2 separate regions of the Mus musculus genome follow, and region 2 is linked to region 1. The links are chromatin contacts, called in public HiChIP or PLAC-seq maps. All regions are on one chromosome and are shown on one strand. The core of a region is the stretch at or near the end of the contact, and the rest is flanking DNA. Distances in the headings are between cores, read along the strand shown.

Region 1 (3,436 bases), core at 73-2,572:
TCAGCAGGTCGTATCGGCGGGCATTGCTGCACTCGAGGCAGGCACAGGAAACTGGGTGGGGCCGAGCAATGGTATGGCCCTGGTCCATAAGCAGCTGGGCAATCTCATACAGGTCCTTCTGGCAGGCCAGTGTGAGTGGAGTGACACCAGGGGCAAAGCGGGAGCCATCAATCGATGAGTCAAAGAAGGCTAGAGAGAAAGACTTGGTGTCTACTTTTCGACCTTTCTCCCGCTCCAGCCGCGCTAGCAGGCGACGCACCACTGCTGGCTGGTTTGTGTCCACAGCCACTAGCAGGGCTTCGTGGATCTGCCGAAAGTCGAATTTGACATTGGCCAGCAGAACATCAGTGATGACCTCGTGGCCCAGGCGGATGGCCAGGTTGAGGGCTTCCCTCCAGGAGCGGTCCTCAGACTCTTCCACATTCCGCAGAGGACCACCTGGCCCAGCACCCGAGGCATCGGAACTGGATTCCAGCAGCTGCTGCACAAGACCCAGCTGGCCCTCCTGGATGGCACGCAGGAGTGTGGGGGGGAATTTGAGCTTTTTGTTCACAATCTCAGTCCAGTTGGGCTGTGGCTAGGTGAAGGAGAGATAGCACTCTGAGTTCCCAAGATTACCTTCTGTAATCAGCTATCATGCCTTCCTCGTCCCAAACACAGATCGGCAACACATACTGTCTTGTTCACCATTTTATTATGTAGATTCACTTAGGAAACGCTAGTGTGGGGAGTGTTTACTCTGCTCACTTCCACTCTTATAAAAAATCCCACGTAGCAGGGCCCAGTGTCAGTTCCCTGAAGAGGTGATTAGAGTAGGTGGTCGGGGCCACACTAGGTACCTAACCTACACACAAGCACACAGAATCTGGCAAGAATAGGATCCCAGCTTGCTTGATCTTCTAGCTGTTTCTCTCTCTGAAGGACAAGTTCAGACACGCACACATGGAGGGTCTTCAAGCTGGGCTTTCCCTAAACCCTTTGTCTATGCAGAGGGCTCTAGCAGGACCTTAAGATGTTCCCTTCCACCACCCGCTCTCAATCTGTCTTCTACTTTGGGGAGCATCTCTACTCCTTAGTGTTTGGTCCTGTTCTTCTACCAGGCCCAGCCCTTTGCTCTTTTCTTCTAGGCCCTGGATCAGGGATCCGAGGGCTCTCCCACCAGCAGCAGCATCCCAGACTTGTCTGGCAGCAGGCTGTCCCTGCATCCCCGGGGACTGGGATGAAGAGGGGAGGAAAGCAGGGGTCTCTTACCGAAAGGGGGTCCATGGCTGCACCCACCTCTGTGGGCAGGGGCTGAATGCTTGAACTCCAGCTCTGCCTCTCCCTTGACTGTGCCTAGCATTCTCTTTTATTTCTACCCAAAGCCCCACCCTGTGCCCTCCCTTCATCAGGACCAGCTGCTCTCTCCCTGCCTCGTACCTTGGGGACAAGGGGAACGGGTGTTAGTGCCACATGATGACGTCTCCTGGGGAAAAAGGGAAGCGTGCACAATTCTTTAAAGCAGAATTGAACTACCACAGCTCCAGGGGAGACACTGTGGTCCAACTATCTCAAATAGTTGGAATGAGATTTGCTCAAACCCTTACAAGCCATGCCCAGAATCATCTACTCCTTAGAAAGGAATCTCTCTGGCTCCCTTAAGAACCATGTGAGTAGGAAGAGGGTTTTCATGTTACTGAAGATCCATTTCACACCCATGAGAAGTAAAGTTTCAGAGTCATCTGACTACATCTGAGACAGATACCCATGAAGAACACAGAAGGTCAAGGTCATATGGAACTCGTTAGTTTCACACTCAAGACTCATTCACTCATCTTCCCAAACAGCATAACTTTATAATTCCCAGCCATTATTTCCCCCTGACTGAGCCTCAGTTTTTCATTCAGGAAAATGGGCATTAGGTAACACATTCTAGATAGTATCCTAAGGCCTTGGAGAGATCATCAATTCTACCAAAGAAGTTCTAAGGGGAAAATATCCTTTGAGAATTGGGTACCATAGTGACAAAGCCTTGACAACAGGAATGGGGAGCAAGCTGGGTCCACAGTGTTCTCAGGCAGGCGGAGTCCTGAGTAATAGCTGGAGGGAGGGGACCCAACCCTTCTTAGCCACCAGAGATCCATTCCCCAGGCTCCAACATAAAGGGTCAACAGAACGTCACTGCTCAGGCTGGCAAAACTTCCCCACACACGCTGGCATGTTCTTCTATTTCTCTTGCTGAGAACTGTAATTCACAGATAGGGCACTGGACCCAGGAAGGTGGCGGCGAGCTCTCTGGGGAGGAGACCCACAGCACGGACTCCGAGGAAGACAAGGAGGCAGGAGAAGCTGGCTGGGGTGGGGGGCTCTCTCCACAAGTTGCAGCATGCTGGGGAAGAGTCTCAATACTGAAGAAACCTAAGGAGAAAAGGAGACAGTTAAACTGGGCCTGCTCCCAGGCAAGCTGCCATCCCCAGTTGCTGAAGGGAGTATCTGCTGCCACAGTGCAAGTGCTTGCTGAGAGACACTATCATATGTCTGCAGACATCCATCAGACATTTACTAGGCGGAGAGGGACATGGACATCCTTACAGAACATTGAGTCTACTGGGAAAGATCAGCTATGAGCATAAAGAACATTGCTGCCAGGCTTGGACAAATCAAAACTGTGTGTGTAACAAAACTGATTGGTATGTGTGTACCATATGCATGCACTTATGGAGGCCAGAGGCTGATACTTCGTATCGTATTGCTTCTCCAACTATTTGAGACAGGGTCTTCTATTGTACTTGGAGCCCACTAATTGTCTAGAACGACACCCACCCCCATGGTGATTGATGCAGTTCACCTGCACAAATAGGACACTGTCCAGCAGCCTGCACACCACCGTCATCACTTTTGGTCTGAGGTCGGTGCTGTCTTTGTCTTGTCCTTCCTGTCCTCCTATTTGGCTGAGAACTCGAGTTGGACAACGATCTGTGGGAAAGAACAGTTTAAGGGCAGCTATCTGGGAGAGACTACAAAGGCTGAAGGTATAGAATCTGGATCAGAAGCATGAAGAAGAAAGTGGAAAGAGTAACTGATTTTCCCACTCGATATGACAGACTTGGAGGAAAGCAGTTAACCTTCGAGCATTTGACAACAGAGCTTCTACCATTGGCCTCAGTTTCTAAAAATTAATTAATTTTGAAATAGGGTCTCACTATGTAGCCCTGTATATCCTAGAACTTAGAGGTAGACCAGGCTTTCCTAGAACTCAAGTTCGGACTGTCTTTGCCTTTCAGCTTCTGGGATTAAAGGCGTATGCCATCATGCCTAGCAGTTTTTCAATTTTAAAACTGAGATTATACACATACCATAAATTAGCCTTCGGTCCTAGCACTCGGGAGGCAGAGGCAGGTGGATTTCTGAGTTTGAGGCCAGCCTGGTCTACAGAGTGAGTTCCAGGACAACCAGG
Region 2 (3,305 bases), core at 482-2,981, 120 kb before region 1:
TTTCTTAGCCTTGCCTTGAACTCTCTAGTTCAGATAGGCCTTGAACTTGTGATCATCTTGCCTTAGCCTCTAGAAGGTGAGATTGGTTACACCAGGCCTAGCCATTGTAGTTTTATTATGAAAGTAGTTTGGGCTCTATGGATCAACTGAAAAATAAATCTTAAACTTATAGATATTTGGGTCACAATTTGAAGACATTGATCTTGGACAGTGATTTTTATACTGATTAAAAAGCTGCTTTGGAAGTGGAGGGTTCTACTATACCCTCTGCTCTTTATTTCATAAGACAGCTGCTTTTTATCTGTCTTTTCTTTCTTTTTTTCTAATTAGCTAAAGATTCTTTAAATTGCCAAGCAATGCTGGCACATGCCTTTAATCCCAGCATTCAGGAGGCAGAGGCAGTTAATCTCTGAGTTCAAATTGAATCTGAATTTTGGCTGCCTATTCGTGAAGGAAACAGTTTATCCTCCTGTAATATGTCTATCACCATTATTCATTACTTGGTCATACTTCCTTTGATACAGTGGTTGCTAATATCTGCACATCTGACCCTCTTGTCAGAGGTTTTTTTTTTTTTTTTTTTTTTTTTTTAGATTTATTTATTTATTATATGTAAGTACACTGTAGCTGTCTTCAGACACTCCAGAAGAGGGAGTCAGATCTCCTTATGGATAGTTGTGAGCCACCATGTGGTTGTTGGGATTTGAACTCTGGACCTTCGGAAGAGCAGTCGGGTGCTCTTACCCACTGAGCCATCTCACCAGCCCCATGTAGATTCTTTTTCTGTGTGTGTATGTGCATGTGTACATAGAGGCCAGAGGTTTTTCTTTTTTTTTTTTTTTTTTTTTTTTTGGTTTTTTGAGACAGGGTTTCTCTGTATAGTCTTGGCTGTCCTGGAACTCACTTTGTAGACCAGGCTGGCCTCGAACTCAGAAATCCATCCACCTGTCTCTGCCTCTCAAGTGCTGGGATTAAAGGCGTGCGCCACCACCGCCCGGCGCAGAGGTTTTTCTTAATCACTCCTTTAACATCCTCCCCCTTTTCATTTATTTATTTAGTTGGCTAGGTTTTTTGTTTTTGTTTTTTTTTTTTTTTTGAGACATGTTCTCTATGTAGTCCTGGCTCTCTTGGAACTTTCTGTGTAGATCAGACTGCCTCCTGAGTGTTTGGATAAAAGATGTGGACCACTACTCCTGAAATTTTTTTTCCTTTCTTTGAGACAGTCTCACTATTTGTCCTTGCTGACCTGAAACTGCCTGTGTAGATGGAGCTGAACCTGCTTGCCTCCTCAGTGGGAGGATTGTAGGTGTGTGACACCATGCCTGGCCTAACATCTTATTTTTTGAGACAGGATTTCCCACTGAATCTAGATTACCTGTTCAGTTAGACTTGATGGCTCTTTGAGAGTACTTGAGTTCTATTCCCAGCAGTCATGTCAGGTGACTCACAACTACTTGTAATTCTAGCTCCAAACTAGTCCTACACCCTCTTTTGTCTCTTGAGGGGGACCCACACACAGGTTGCATAAATGTGTAGGAATAAACAAATAAATAAAACAATCAGTCTTTGCTGGGTTGTGGTTGGTGGTAGTGTAGAGAGACAGGTGGACCTATTTAGTTAGTTACCTTTTTTTTTTTTTTTGGCTTTTAAGATAGGGTTTCTCTTGTGTTGCCCTGGCTGTTCTGGAACCCTCTGTAGACCAGGCTGTTAAGAGATCCACCTGTCTGCCTACCTCCCTGGTGCTGGGATTAAGGGTGTGAAGTAGCAACACCTCACTCTGGGGCTTGTGGGTATGCCTGAATTCCCAGATCTTCAGAAGCAGAGGTAGAATAAGGAGTTCAAGGCTAGCCTCAGAAATGTTAAAGTTAAGACTAGGTCCTTTGTTCTTTCTGGAATTCTACCTAGCCTCCTTTCCTGTCTGTCTTACCCCATCCAAGACAAAAAGTACACAGTGCTTACTTACCAGCTGCTTCTGCAGAAAGAGTGCTGTGAGGTCCAGGGCAGCCTGGAACTAGTGTGAGATCTTGTTGAGACCTTGTCTCAAACAAAAACATACTCATTTCTTTTATTAATTCAATAACTATGGGTAGTGATTCCTCCCTTTTCTAGTATTATCATGTATTAAAAGAGAAACAAAAAAGTGCTTTGTAAAGTAGAAAGTAAATTCTCAGTCTGCGCATCTACAGGTGCCTACTGTGTTTGCGCTTTGCTGACTTTGTTACAAATGAGTTCAGGGGAGTAGAAAGGAAGACTTAGTTAACATTTGTAGAATGTTTTAGAATTAGAAAGCAGCAAGCTGGGAGGGGCCTTGAAGCCTCACAAAGTCGTTCACATTGTCAGTGCTTAGAGGTTTGGTTCTTTGTTGTTGTTTAACTTTTTGAGGTAGAAAACTAATTTTGTTGTTGTATCCAGAGTTAACTTAGTGTACAAAATTTAGATATATGATAAAGTAAGACATCACCATCTAGAGTTCAAACTTGCAGACATTGGGGGAATATATTTCTGTTTATGAGTTAGATTACTGATGTGTGTTGACTTTTTTGGTATTATATAGAGTAAATAATAAAGATTATTGAAGCACAAAGTGCAGAGGAAAATTAAGGCTGAAATTAAAGATCATTTTTAAAATGTCTTATGCAAAATGAATGTAAATAAATCAATTCATAAAGATAAAAATGAATTTTTGTAGAAAATTTTATCTAAGCCATGGGAATATCATGAATTGTTTTATCATAAGAGATTACATTTTATCCTGTTTCTACGTCATCATATCTTACCAGAGTGTACCACCATAACTTGTGTTTCTTGTCATTTGATGTGCTAGCATATACCTGTAGTCGCACTGCCTTGGAGATGGAGGAAGAAAGATCAGTGTCATTCTTGGCTACATAGCGAGTTTGAGGCCAGCCTGGGCTATAAGTGATCCTGTTTCAAAAACCCAAAATAACCTGTTGTAGAGTCAACCACCTGGAATCCTATACGTGGGAGGTAGAGGCAGGAAGATCAGCAGTGCAAAGTCAGTCTATGGTACACAGAAAGTTTGAGGGCAGCCTTCGATAGCTGTACCATCTCAAAACAACAACAACAAGGATAATTGCCCCTAGCCTTAGCAGGTTAGCTGTCAATGGGATAAAGTTAAGCTCCTGGCAGCAGACTCTGAAGTGGGCAGGCCTTAGAGGTTGGTGTAGGAAACTTTCTTGGTATAATCTCCTGTGAGAGAAGTGAGAAAGTAGGAAACGATATTTGAATATGCATAGTGATGGGATTGAGCCTTGGGCTTTACAGACAATAGGAAAGCATTAAAA

Evidence for each region. HiChIP or PLAC-seq counts read pairs in DNA pulled down with a chosen protein or histone mark.
Region 2: a contact with region 1 is called in an H3K27ac HiChIP or PLAC-seq map of embryonic stem cells, with 5 read pairs. The contact joins the enhancer-like site here to the promoter of Trpc2 in region 1. A contact is called at or near these places in 7 of 39 promoter capture datasets (the C10 cell line, cranial neural crest, embryonic stem cells and 3 more), 1 of 15 datasets of contacts at CTCF or cohesin (CD8 T cells), 3 of 484 Hi-C or Micro-C datasets (CD8 central memory T cells, granulocyte-monocyte progenitors and muscle stem cells), 6 of 115 datasets of contacts at active chromatin or transcription factors (bone marrow-derived macrophages, embryonic stem cells and pancreatic cancer cells) and 3 of 9 other capture datasets (adipose tissue, liver and pancreatic islet).

Annotation. Positions count from the first base shown.
Region 1 is chr7:102,081,002-102,084,437 of GRCm38.p6, reverse strand. Trpc2 (transient receptor potential cation channel, subfamily C, member 2) reads right to left here and starts at 1,322. Exons shown (of 13, transcript NM_001109897.2): 1 at 1,252-1,322; 2 at 1-577. The coding sequence starts at 1,266. It overlaps Xntrpc (Xndc1-transient receptor potential cation channel, subfamily C, member 2 readthrough), which reads right to left. Exons shown (of 22, transcript NR_104582.1): 9 at 2,828-2,955; 10 at 1,997-2,397; 11 at 1-577. It overlaps Xndc1 (Xrcc1 N-terminal domain containing 1), which reads right to left. Exons shown (of 11, transcript NM_001286689.1): 10 at 2,828-2,955; 11 at 676-2,397. The coding sequence ends at 2,165.
Region 2 is chr7:102,199,732-102,203,036 of GRCm38.p6, reverse strand. The region is part of intron 1 of Nup98 (nucleoporin 98); the gene reads left to right. Among named protein-coding and RNA genes, the nearest start is that of Nup98, 8.8 kb to the left of the region's middle. Within about 2 kb of position 1,731, at least 20 of the 459 cell types and tissues checked have an H3K27ac peak or open chromatin away from gene starts, as enhancers often do. A contact at or near this core is called in embryonic stem cells, where this site is marked.